2 separate regions of the Gossypium arboreum genome follow, and region 2 is linked to region 1. The links are chromatin contacts, called in public Hi-C maps. All regions are on one chromosome and are shown on one strand. Each heading gives the region's core, a stretch centred on a gene start, on an enhancer-like site or on the middle of the called end of the contact. The rest is flanking DNA. Distances are from core to core; before and after follow the strand shown.

What was found. Hi-C and Micro-C count contacts between places; a contact is called where the count stands out from the background.
Region 2: a Hi-C map of leaf shows a contact between it and region 1, with 2.9 times the contacts expected there. The contact joins the promoter of LOC108489214 here to the enhancer-like site in region 1. A contact is called at or near these places in 2 of 5 Hi-C or Micro-C datasets (both in leaf).

What each region holds. Positions count from the first base shown.
Region 1 is chr10:108,375,106-108,382,062 of ASM2569848v2, forward strand. It overlaps LOC108488361 (photosystem II D1 precursor processing protein PSB27-H2, chloroplastic), which reads left to right and starts at 1,924. Exons shown (of 5, transcript XM_053020442.1): 1 at 1,924-2,015; 2 at 2,116-2,162; 3 at 2,263-2,385; 4 at 2,619-3,010; 5 at 3,101-3,515. The coding sequence starts at 2,316. The coding sequence ends at 3,238. Within about 2 kb of position 5,611, at least 1 of the 2 cell types and tissues checked has an H3K27ac peak or open chromatin away from gene starts, as enhancers often do. A contact at or near this core is called in leaf, where this site is marked.
Region 2 is chr10:108,439,305-108,446,489 of ASM2569848v2, forward strand. It overlaps LOC108489214 (protein FAR1-RELATED SEQUENCE 11-like), which reads left to right and starts at 4,323. Exons shown (of 5, transcript XM_017793578.2): 1 at 4,323-4,900; 2 at 5,434-5,499; 3 at 5,946-6,915. The coding sequence starts at 5,947.

The DNA of each region.
Region 1 (6,957 bases), core at 4,361-6,860:
ATTTAACCAAACAAGACTTTTTTATCAGGTATTATTGAATATGTGATCAATTTCATACATACGACATTTATACAATTCACATATACAACATCCAATTCAAACATATAAATATACACAAATTAGTTACACGAACTTACCTCGACAATTGTTCGTATAAGCAAAATCTACTAATCCGACACTTTTTCTTTTTCACGGTCTAACTCCGTTTTTGATCTATCTGGATCTACATGAATGAATTTATCATTAATTTAATACAATTCATACTCAATTCAATCCAATTCACATCTTAGGCAAAAGTAACATTTTTCCCCTACACTTTTATTTAATTCTGATTTTGTCCCTAGGCTCGGAAAATGAAATTCATGTAATTTAATCCTTATTCCAAGCCTAGCCGATTTTTACATATAACATTTGAAGCCTATGTATTTCACAAAATTCAAAATTTTTCCTTAAATTTTACATCTTTTCAATTTAGTCCCTAAATCATAATTTTGTCAAATTTTCCTTTACAAAAGTTATTTATCTTTCAACAACCTTTCATTTTCTACCATAAACTTCAAAATTTCAGCATACTCATCCATGGAAAAATTTTAATACTTTGATAACTTTGCAAATTAACCCTCAAGATAGCTAGATTAAGTTATTACGATCTCGAAAATATAAAAATTACTAAAAACAAGACAAGAATGCTTACCTAATTAGGCCAAATAAGTTTCTCTTTCTTCAATTCTCCATGGCTAGGGTTTTCATCTTTTTAATTTGGGAAAGATGATGAAATAAGATGATATTAGATTTTTATCATCTTTAATTATTTCTATTTCCAATTTAGTCATTTTCTTTATTTAATTTTCCATGAATGAATCATCATACTTATCTACTAACTCCTCTTAATGGTCTATTTACCATATAAGGACTCAAATTTTAAATTCCATAGCTATTTGATCCCTTTAGCTACTAGAATTCAACTTTTTCACTTTATGCAATTTGGTCCTTTTTTATCAGATTAAACATAAAATTAGTAAATTTTTTTAACGAAATTTTCATACGATATTCCCATCATACTGTAGACCATAAAAGAATATTAAAAAAAATTCTTTCGGACTTGGATTTGTGGTCCCGAAACCACTATTTCGATTTTATTGAAAACGAGGTGTTATAGATATCGATCGAGTTATCGTTTCCACATAAAGCAATCGTACCGCTCCACAAACTAACAAGTTCACCCAGAATATCTAAGGTTGGCGTATCATCTCATAAAAGAGTCCGCCAGACCCTAGAGTTCGCCAACCTTAGAGTTCGTCAAATGGCGAATTACAACAAGACATCCCTCACAAAGGTGTACTAATAAATTCACACAACACACCAACTCAACACTTTAACTGATAATTCATCCCATTACTACTATGGCTTACTTAATTATATACGAACAACAAATCGGTATGATTTATGCTGAGTGGGTTGTTACTTTCATGCTTATAATATAATAATTTATAACTTAAACATGCATAAAAATAATTTTTTAAAATTGAATATGGGTGTAGTTATCTATGTAATTACTTCAATTCTTATAAATTGAAAGAAGAGAAGTTTTTGTTGTTGTTCAACGAAATGAAAAACAAAAATTAGGTTTTTAACATTTTAGGGGTTTTTCTATAAATTGAAAATGAAAAATATTAACATATAACATAAGTTTTTTATTTGAAATACGTGGATATTACGTGGAATTAGAAAATTTCACATTAGACTTCTGTTAGAACTCAACGTCTCGTAATTCGATGAGAACTTTTTAATAGTTAAGGGACTATGTTCTGTAACATTTTGAAGTAAAGTGATTAAAGTGTAAATCTATTAATAATTTAGTGAGTATGGTTGTAGTTTAACCAAATAAAAATGGAAAAAGCAACTGAAATGACCAACTAATCCCTCAATCTTTTTTTAAAAGAGCTTCCCATCTCCATTTTGGATAAAAATCGTCTGGGTCGAAATTTGCTAAAAGGTGGGGGGTTTTGCAGAAGGTACCCAATTTCTTCAAGCTGTGGAAATTTCTTTTTGAACTCTCCTTTTTTTATCTATTTCTTAACATCTATGATGGAGTTTCCCCTGAATTTTTTGCAGTAATTATTAGCATTCTCGGGGCAGCATATATTTACTGTGCAAGAAAGGTACTCAAAATCATATTTCAGTTTTCAATTAAAAAAAATACCTGTATTTGCAATGAACATGACATAGAATTTGACTAACTCTGGATTGTTTGCCATCAAGGTAACCCCCCACTTTGGGCGGACTCTAATTTATTGCTTCAGATTCAACCAACAATGGCTCTTAATCTTGCCCCAAAGATTTCTGTCCCTAATATCAACTCCATGGAGAGACCTCAAACTAAATGTAAGCCACAGATTTCTTTTACTTTTCTACCTTCCTTTTTTAAATAATTCATGATTTCTATTTATGCTCGGTTGAGGCAAACAATAGGGTTCGAATTTTACTACAAACTATGATTTGCCTTATAATCTATGCTTTTAACAGTTAGCTACATTCCTTGTATTAGTATTTACATCAAATGCTTCCAGATTGACCGTTTTGTTGCTCATCAATCTCAATTATTTGTTGAACCACAGTTGGTAAACTGCAATTTAGGTGTTATGTAGTTGAACCATCTTTCTCGAGCCGTCGCCGAATAATAGCACGTACTACCACTGCTACATTGTTGGCTGTTCTGACCTTCAACTGCATTTCGACTCCATTACCAGTACGGGCCGAATCGGACGAGGACCAAGGTGTTGCAGGGGCTATTAAATCGTTGTTTGATCCTAATGAGAAAACAAAGTCAGGTAAAGTGTTGCCGAAGGCTTATGTAAAGTCGGCAAGAGAAGTCGTGAAAACGCTGCGCGAATCGCTGAAGGAGGATCCCAAGGATGTCGCTAAATTTAGACGAACGGCAGATTCGGCAAAGGAGTCGATCCGAGATTATTTGAGTAATTGGAGGGGGCAAGAGAAGGTGGCTGGTGAGGTATGCATGTATCTTCTACCGTCCTTGACTGATGAATGGTTTAAAAGCATTAGATTTCACTGATACTCTTTATAAACATCTGCATCATAGGAATCATATATGGAACTGGAAAAGGCGATTAGAGCACTGGCCAGTTTCTACTCAAAGGCAGGTCCCTCTGCTCCATTGCCAGAAGAGATTAAGAATGAGATATTGAATGATTTGAGCACAGCTGAAGAATTTTTGTAGTGCACATGATACATATATACAGCTCCTTAGTTGAAAGCAGTGTTGTTGTTATTATTATTTTGGTTGTTTAAGTTTGATGCATTGGTAAAAATATGAAAAGTTCGATAAGACTCGCGAGAGACGAACTCGAATAGCTTACAAACATCAATATCTTATTTACACCCCTAGTTATACCGGAAATAATTGCTTACCGTCTAGGTCTAGGTTGTAGTACACAAAAGTAGTTGTAACAATTCGTTTTATTTTTAAAAAGAAAACTGCTCCTCGATGGTAAAAATATTCATGAGTCAGAATAGTTTAAATTCAAGTTAGGTATGTGTATTGTATTAATACAATTTCTATATTACCAATTTCGGTCTAACTAAAAATACTAGTTTCAAATTATTCATACCTTGGACAAGTTGAATTAATCTTATTTTAGGTTTTGATTATATCTTTTCTTTTTTGATACAATACTTAGAACTACTCATAATTCTTTCACCACCCCTAAATAAAAGGATAATGCACTTCAATGTACTTGAACTCACATTCTCCTACATTAACAATAATACTTATATAAATCGAGTTAAGACTTAATCGACATGTATATTTATATTTATATTTGTATTAACTCACTAACTCAATAACAATTAAATCCATTATTCAAAACTTAAAAAAAATTATTCAACTAAATAACTCAACCCAAAATATAAAATTTTAAAATTATATTTAATACAATAAAATATTTATTATATTTATTTGTGTTCTTTAATATAATAAAACATCCATTATACTTATGGTAGAGTTTTTAATATAAATAATTTTAATGTGTTAATAAATTTTATTTTAGCGATTTTTGTGCATTTTATATATTATATTTTAAAAAAATTATTTTTAAATAAAACTAATCTAAAAAAAATCAAATATGGGTTAGCCGGGTATGACGCGGGTTTACTTTTCTTAAATTAGATTGGGCTTGGACAAAAAAATAAACTTATTTTTCGGTTCAAATTAGATTTGAACTTGAAAAATTAATTTAAATACCTTACATGAATCCAACTCAAATCAACTCGACTCATTATCACCTCTAATCATAAGGATCTTATCTCACCCTATCTTTCTGTTCATTTGTCAAAATGTTGTCTCTTGCATGCTCATGAAAGCCGAGGAGGAATGGAGTTAAAATTATTTTTAATGGCCTAGCTATATGTCACTTGCTTCTCCTTGATGATTGCTTTCTCTTCTTCAAACTTACTGTGTGGTCATGCAGAACCATCAAGAACATTTTGAATCATTTCTATGAAGTGTTCAAAATTCCTTAGCCCGTCGTGTAGACCTAATTATTGAAGATGGTTCAATGGAATTCTTAACATCAAGGCAAAGGTGCACTAGAAAAGTATCTGGGTGTTGATTTAGGAAGCCTATCCAAAAACAGGGTATTCTTCCGACTGACAATAATCCAAAACAATTGAAGGATGCTGCTATCACTACTACCGAAGACATGCCCCCATAATTTTGCTCATTTCTGTCTAACAAAGCTTAGACATACTCCATGCTTATTATTATTTTGTTAAGCTAAACCAAATCATACAGCCCTTTATCTCATCTTTGTTTCTCCTTTTTACACATTCATTCATCATAGTCCAATTTGAAATAGTTTTACCCTTGAATAAGGTTTTCAACGTTGGAGCTGGGTCTTAGTTTTCATTAAAAATACCTTTTAGTTTTAAATTATATTTAAAAGGGTTAAAGTAGTTGGAAGAACCTGTATTATAGAAATTGTATTAAATTTGTATCTTTATTATTAAATAGATTAATTTAGTTTGTATATTATTAAAAAGAATCTAATTAAGTCTAAATTATATCAAAGATAATATTTATTGTATAAGAAAATTTTGAATTTTTTCATTTACAATTCAATTCTAAACAAAAATTCATTTATAAAACCAAAATAACTAAAAATAGTAACTCTTTTGAACAACAAATGTCAACTCTATATCAATTTGATCTTATTTGATTCTTTTTAATAGTAAAAGAATTAATTTGATTCATTTAATAGTAGATAATTTAATTTGATATAATTTCTATAATACATGGATTTCTCAAACAATTTCACCTATTTAAAAGTAAAAATAAAAAGAGATTATATTGTCATTTAAGCCTATTGGATTTGCCCAACGGATAAACACTTTCAAGGTCCTAAAACTTGAGAAAGATAGAGAAGTAAAATATAATGACCGCTGAAAATAAATAATGGATGATTCATTTCGTTCGTCATAGATTTAGGCACACGTGCCTTATGCACAAATCTCACACATCAGGGCAGGGGGTCGCTCCAGCGTACGCCGATCGACGAAGGATAAGGCTGGCAAATCAGCATAAACGACCAAAAACCGTGGGCTCACGCGATCCACAAGCGACACACGTGTTGCCCTTGAGAACAGTTTAGCTCTCAAGTGACTTCTTTGGATAACTGATGCGATTTGCTATTATGATGTTAAAAATAGCCGTAAGTATGAAATTTGGTATTGTAATGATAAGATATGTATTTGAATTTAAACTTTATTAAGCACATTAAATTAAAAATAATAAAATATATTATTTTACAAAATTATTAAAATATGTGAAATTGTAATTTTATTTAATAAAATAATAAAATTTATCATAATTTTTATAAATATTTTAATCATTCATTTTATAATCATTTTAAATTACTAGTATATTAAATTATAGATATATATTAGTTTACTAAAAATTAAATTAATAAAATTATTTAACATATAAAAGAGTAAAATAAAACAATGAGACTTTTTTTTGACAAAATAAATAAACAATGAAAACATAAATATGAAAGGAGGGGTGAATTACACAAAAATATTAATTTTCATAAAAAAATTATCAGATTAGGATGATTTTTTTGAAATTTATTGGATTAGACTGATTTTGGATCGAGAAGGAAAATGCATCCAGTTGGACGCGTTTTCCCTAACAGCTATCCCCAACAATTGAATTCCAACGACTCCCCTCCCCCAACTTTATTTTTTCTATTTAAATCTCAAATTTTCCACTTTTTCAATTCACTCTCAACTTTCTCTCAATTCATTCTCAATCCTCTCTCAATCCTTTCTTAATTCTCACTCAACTCAATTCTCTCAGTTCACTCTCATTTTTTTATTAAAATTGGATTAAGTTTTTTAATTAATTTTGTATTACGATTTTTATTCGCATTTATTAAAATTATTAATGGCAAATTCTCTTATTCGTTTGGATGGCAAACACATTTCGGCCATTCAATTGTAAATGGTAAAAAATTATTTTAATATAATTTAATTTAATTTAATTATTCGTTGTTATATTGAAATTTAAGATTTTATATTTTTATAATTAGCTGGAATATCGAATTTTGGAGACGTATACTCGCGATCTATTTGCTCCTCCATCATTTTTAATTGAACCATACTTGAGAGATGCGAGATTTTTACACGTGCCGTATGGGTAGGGGTTATAAATTGGGCCCCACACTTAAAAGAATATTGGTGGAAAGATGGAGACCAAGACATACATATTCCATCTTCCATGTGATGAGTTACTATCACACTCGAGGACGTGCAATTATAGCTCAGGTTACAGGTGGATGGGTTAGTTGTTGTTGCCAATTAGAGAGATGTATGTGAGCAACTTTTAGGGAGGGTTTCGAACACAATTTTTGGAGGTCAGATAAATATGAACTGATTGAAAAG
Region 2 (7,185 bases), core at 3,073-5,572, 63 kb after region 1:
TGCGGCAGTAGGTAACTGAGTTGGGGCAGCCTGTTGAGTTGGGGTACCCTCTTGCTGATTTGGGGTGGCCTGTTGCTAAGTTGGGACACCAACTTTATGTCTTTTAACCTACAAGAATAAAAGAAATCTGAAAAACAAACAAATTCATAAATAGAAGTATACTGTAACTTAACTTAAAGCAAATGACTTACTGGAATGTTTTGGCCAACTTCCCCTTTGCAACTCCTCTTATTGTGGCCTACTCTTTTATATTTACTACACCTCATCTCCACCCCTCTCTTACTCAACCTTTCTGTTTTTTGTGGTTCATCAGGTTCTTTCCTTCTCACCTTAGTAGGTCTGCCAAGTGGCTTTCTTAGTGGAGGAGGCAATATTGGTAGCATGACAAAGAGGCCCATTGTTTAGGACCCCTTACGAGAGTTACAAAGTTGGAGTAAATTTGAAGTTGGGTTTGCTTGGTATACTATGTTTGTACATAGGTCTCTGAGAACTCTTCTTTTAAATGAATGACAGCTAATGCATGCATGCAAGGGATGCCAGTGAGATCTCAATTCCTGTAGGAGCAGGAATTCTCAACTAAGTCTACCACATACTGGCTGCATAGACCATATTCAATTTGATACTTGTCCCTACCAGCATGTGATGGAACACACCTACAAAAAAGTCAGCATGCTTGTTTAAAACATAATTACTAAAACAACATTGTGAATAGCCCCACCAACAATGATACACACACACCCCTAAAAAAATAACCCCACCAACATGCATATTATAAAAAAATACTCACTACATGCATATTAAAAAACAGCCAACACACCAATAATCACTGTATGCATATTAATAAATAGTCAACACACCAACAATCAGTGCATGCATATTAAAAAACATTTACTAAAATAGCATGTGATTAGCAACATGAAGTCAGGATATAGGCATCAGAAAAAATATTTACCTTAATGAGTCTTTTATATTTATATCCACATTTTTCTTGATCTTTGGACACAACATTCCTTTCCATTTGTCAGCTTCTTCTTTCTTCTTGACAATAAGCAACATAATCTTGGTCATTATTGTTTCGATCATTGTCAAAATAGGTTTCCCTCTTGCTTCCAGTATCATCTGTCAGTAAACAACATAAATGATTAGTGAATTACTAATGATTAGTAAAAAACATAAAACATAGGGGTTTAGCTTGTTAAATGATTCAGAAAGATTATTCACCAACATGTCAAAATGGCTCCTAATTGAGGAGTGAGACCTTGACCAGTGAGTAGGGTTCTTTTCCTTCAACCAATCATAAGCATGCTGATTGGTTTTCCTCAATTCATCCATAGCATCCTCAAACTCCCTTGTAGTGCTTGCTCTGGCAGCTTTCCAAAGTAAATCTTTCAATTTCTTTGTTCGGAAACCAACCTTCTTAAAATTGGCATGCATGTGCCTAATACAGTGTCTTGTTTCTGCATTAGGAAACAACATACATATTGCTTCTACAAGTCTCTGCAATTAGAAAAAAATAGTTTAATTCTTTGACAAACCTTAATAGAAACAACATAAAAGAATAAATAAATGGAGTTTTACCTTTTGTTTGTCAGACATGAAAGATATTTGGTACGAGCTCACAATTTCCAAGTCTATTGCAAGCAACTCTAAAAACCAAAGCCATAATGCTTGGTTTTCACTTTCGACAGCAACATATGCAAGAGGATAAATGTCATTATTTGCATCTATCCCAACAGCTGCAAGCAAGTAGCCACCATAGTATCACTTTAAGAAACATCCATCTAAACCTACTATCCTCCTACAACCAACCCTATAGCCATCTTTGCATGCCTGGAGACAGACATACATCCTTTGAAACAATCTATTATCCAAATAACAGATTATTGTTGTTCCCTCATTTTGGGTCCTAACCTCCAACAAATGCTCATAAATCTTCTCATATTGAGCCTTATGAGCTCCTTCAATTAATTCAAATGCCCTAAGTTTAGCCCTCCTACATTTGGTTAGTGAGACTAAGCAACAAAAATCTCTTTTCACACCTTGTTGTAATGATTTCAGAGAATAATCAGGATCAGTAATGAATTTTTCTTTATAATGTTCACCTATCCAAGTTGAGGTTAGATTCCTATTTTTATAGACTTTAGAACAAGTATGCTTAGGGTTTGAACTCCTAATTTGCCAAGTCTAGTCAATAGGGTCATTAGGGTTTAGCCTAGAAGCCCATATGAACCAAGAACATTTTTCACTGCAGACTACCTTTAACCTTTTTAAATAATTTTTGGGAAACTTAATAAAATAACTATTCTACCTACCATACTGCTTGGCAGCTTATTTTTTACTGTCTTTACACTTAAATAACATTCCAACTATAAGTCTAGGATTACTCATGTCATTCTCTAAGTTGAACTTAGGCCAATTTTGGCCATCTAAGTCAGATTCATGTGCACTATCTAACCTCCTAGAATAATCACTATCACACAGTTCATCTACTTCTATACGATCCATGTTTAAACCATCTAAATTAACTCTTTCAGATGCATCACTATCACTACCTGACATATCACTACCAGACACATCATTACTAGACATGTTTTCTTCATTCTCATTAAAATTGTCATCAATTAAACCTGCCAAACAAAGTACTCATCAATAAAGGCAGACAACATAGGCAAACATTTTATCCATTTCTGTCAAACAATAACCAATCAAAATACCCAATAATTTAATACAAACACTTCTGTTATGCACATGGCAGACAACAACCAATACAAAAATTAATTTAATCAAACACAATCATTTTTCTCATGCACATGGCAGACAATAATAGGCAATAACCAATACAATAAAGAAGGTAAATAACAATGGGAGTGATAGTGGCAGATATGCACAATAAAAAATAGGAGCTTGGATACAAACAATGGCATATATACACAATAAACATCAGTTTGATAATGGCATTCAACAATGGTAGATACAAACAATAAACATCATGCACATGGCATACAATACACATTATATGTCATACACATTAAAAACCAAACCCTAATCTGTCATGCATATTAATAACAAATAAAATCGAAATCGAAATAACCCTAAATCAAAATCAAAATACAAATCAAAATCAAAATCAAATTCTAATTCTAAATCGAGATCGAAATCGAAATCGAAATTGAAATCAAAATCTAAATCAGAATTAGTGAGTGTTTCAAAATTGTAATAAAAATCAAAATAGAAATCAAAATCAAAATCAAAACCGAAATTAAAATTGAAACCAAAATAACCTTAATTAACCCTAAATCGAAATAACAGCATTGAAATCCAAAAAAAGTTACAACTAAATACAACAACTTACCCGTTAAAGTGGATGTAACAACACTGATAGCTTCTTTTCTATTGCCCATTGTCGCTGACAATCAAAAATACCGAATGGTTTCTGGTTCGTCTTCTTTTCTCCCCAAACAAAATAGATAATCGTACCCTAAACCTTATACCTTGTTACTCGATTATTGAACCGATTTCTAACCCTAAACCCTTCTTAATCGATTCTCAATTCAGTTTAAACCCTAAAAAACCCCAAATCACGATCAAAATTTCCTAAATCGATTTTTCTTTCCCCCCAAATCTCCTTAATCCTAATCTGTTTCTAACCCTAAAACATTAACTCATAACCCTTCAAATTTTTCCCTAAACCCACCCCAAACCAAGCACCAATCAGCCGTTGCCAACGTGGCAAGTTAACTTGCCACATCAGCTGGTTAACTTGCCACGTTAGCAATCCTGTTAACACCCTAACGGTAACAGTTAATCCGTGACTATTTTGTCACTTTTTTTATAACGTTGGTTACTGTTTTGTAACTTTTTGAAAGTTGAGTGACTGAAATGAAACCTAGGTGACTGTTTTGTCAGCTACCCCAAAGTTGGGACTGTTGGTGTAATTATAATGTTCGTTTGGAATAAAACAATTTCGTATTTTTGGTATAAGTAATAAAATATTAATTTTATTTTTATAATAATAATTTTTTTATGAATAAAAAATTTAATATTTTTCAGAGAAGAGTTTGTGTTGGAAGGCAATGCTGATCTCGCCTGACAAACTCCGTCTACTTGGGTGCCGCTTGACAAATCTTCTGCACCCTTCCAACTCGTATTTAGACAAGTAATATTGGCACCTATGACCCAATGATGGCATGATAATTATAGAAAAAGAAAAATGATGGTGTCAACTTGTAAGGCACTACCAATGATAACTATTGTAAAAATATTATTCTGGTAAATAATGTTACGTGCATACCATTCGAGATAATAAATTTTGTTTTTATTCGGATAAAAACCATAAAAAAAAAATTAATAATAAGTGATTGTATTATTTGCTTCTGTTTTTTCATTTTCTCGTTTTTCCTTTTTCTTTCCCACTTCCTCGATTCTTTTGTTCTCCTTTCTCTTCTTATCTTTCATTCTTCTTCTCTCTTCAGCAAACCCTAGCTTTCTCTCCCTTGCCGCCACCGCCTGGTTCTCCGGCGGTCTTCTCCAGCTCCATCTGATCCGTCGTTTCTTTCCTCCTTTCATCTCATTTTTTCCCTTTCCTTTACTTAGCGAGATATTCTTAACTGCCGCCTTCTTTAACCGCCGCCGGTGCCGCCGTTTATGTTGATCGGAGGCCACGAAAAGACCGATTTTCTCCCCCGTTCGCTTCTACTGGTTCCGATATTCCAAAATCGAAACCAAACAAAAACTTTAGGACCCGAAAACCTCTTGAACTTCTCCTGACCTGATCTCCGCCGTTTACCGTTGATCCAGCACGATTCCGAGATATGGGGCTGCTCTCGTAGGTGGCTGACTTTCGACCGTCCGGATCGATGAACGGAGACCCCAAACGGCTCCGATGAATCCTTGGGTGAAAGTAGTTTCTTACTTTTTCTTCTTCTGATTTCTCTGCTTATTTTCAGGTTCAAGCTGGGATTTCGTAAAAAAAGAAGTTTTCCTTTGTTTTTTTAAAATTATGGTGGTTGATTTGCTGAGTTGGGGTTGGATGGTGGTTCACGAGTGGTGTGGTGGAGCAAGTGCAGGGTCCTGCGGACCAGATTATAAAATTTGCAAAACCAGGGGGGCCTTCTTGTAATTTTCCCATTCCCCCTTTTGGTATTTTTTTGTATTTTTGTAATTCAAAATTACAGAAAAATACTTATATATGCCAAACATTAATGAGCCAAAATTATCCAAATTATAAAAAGAGCCCAAATCCACTTTAAGTTCAAATTAAATTCGACAAAATTATGAACAAGCCCAAAATTAAATTTACAAGTCCAATCAATCGAATATTATTTAATTCAAATTTAAAGAGTTCATTTTTGCAAATTTATTAAGCAAGTTACTCAAAATGTAAATAAGCGAGTTCCTTTTTAAATTGTAATGATTTCCCTTTTCTGGGTGTAGGGTCATTTTCCAGAGGGTATCAAATGGCTAAGAAATCAAGCTTGCATTGAGAAATTTAGCTATCGAGTGAGTTCTTTTTTCTCCAAATTTAAGCTATATTCTGTTTTTTTTTTATTGTTTTGATCTGGCTTTATTTTATCGAAATATAGTGGAATTTTCAAGTTCCCTTTGATTTGCAATGTTAGTCTACACATTGGGTTAATTGAAGAATTAGTTCTTTTAATGCTAATTTTAAGTGATCACTTATTAGTTATTAATGGATCTTCCGAGGAAATGATAAAAGAAATTAGCTGGCATGAAGAAGAGTATCGAAGGAGAAGATTAGCTAGTTTCTTTACTGCATACAATGTAGTTCTTTGATCTTATTTTTATGTTACGATTGCACTCGCTAGCTCTTTTGCTTTCATAGTATTATTTCATATGGCTTCACTGTATTTGCAAATTTTGTTTAACTATTACTTGTTTTTGTTATATTGTGTATAATTGAGATTTTATTTTTCTTTTGTGTAAAGAATGTCAGAAGGGACAAGTATGGTGATGGAATCTTCTGAAAATGGCACTGATTTATCTCAAGATGATAATGGAACTATTGTGGAAATGCCCGAAGACACGATATTGTCGCAACAAACTTCTGTGAATCTTGTTCCATTTATCGGCCAGAGGTTTGTATCACAGGATGCTGCTTATGAATTTTATTGCAGTTTTGCCAAACAATGTGGTTTCTCGATCAGGCGCCATCGAACCCGAGGGAAAGATGGGATTGGTCGAGGTGTCACGAGAAGGGATTTTACTTGCCATCGAGGCGGATATCCGCAGATGAAGTTATCTGAAGATGGGAAGATGCAGAGGAATCGCAAATCATCGCGTTGCGGTTGTCGAGCATACATGCGCATTGTCAAGCGTGCAGATTTCAATGTTCCTGAATGGCGTGTTACTGCCTTTAGCAACATCCACAACCATGAACTCTTAAAAGCAAATGAAGTATGTCTTCTTCCTGCGTACTGTACCATTACTCCAGATGACAAAGCACGGATTTGCATGTTTGCAAAAGCTGGAATGTCAGTGAGACAAATGTTAAGATTGATGGAGCTAGAGAAAGGAGTTAAGTTAGGCTGTTTACCGTTTACAGAAATAGATGTGAGGAACCTGCTGCAGTCTTTTAGAAATGTCAATCGCGATAATGATCCTATTGATCTTATTGCAATGTGCAAAAAACTAAAAGATGAAAATCCCAACTTTCAATATGATTTCAAATTAGATGGCCATAACAGGCTGGAACATATTGCATGGACTTATGCTTCATCTGTTCAGTTATACGTGTCATTTGGAGATGCTGTGATTTTCGATACGACGCACCGCCTGGATGCCTATGACATGCTATTAGGTGTATGGGTTGGAGTAGACAATCATGGAATGACTACTTTTTTTGGATGTGTCCTTTTACGAGATGAAAACATACAATCTTTCTCATGGGGATTGAAGGTAGAAAACCTATAGCCATACATTTTACTCTTAGCATACTACAGATATGCAATTTACCTTGGCGATGGGGCTCCTGCCTCAGACTTTGCACCCTTTTTTGGGATAATTAACTTCACACACTTCGATTTCTCCTAATTCATTCTAGAGTTTGGGTGCTGTTAAAGTATAGATTATGGGATGTAAATATGCACATGGAGTAATTTAATCTCGAAGTTAAAAACATTAAGGTGAATGGAGTTTTAAAGTGCAATTGATGCATATTTGATTCTT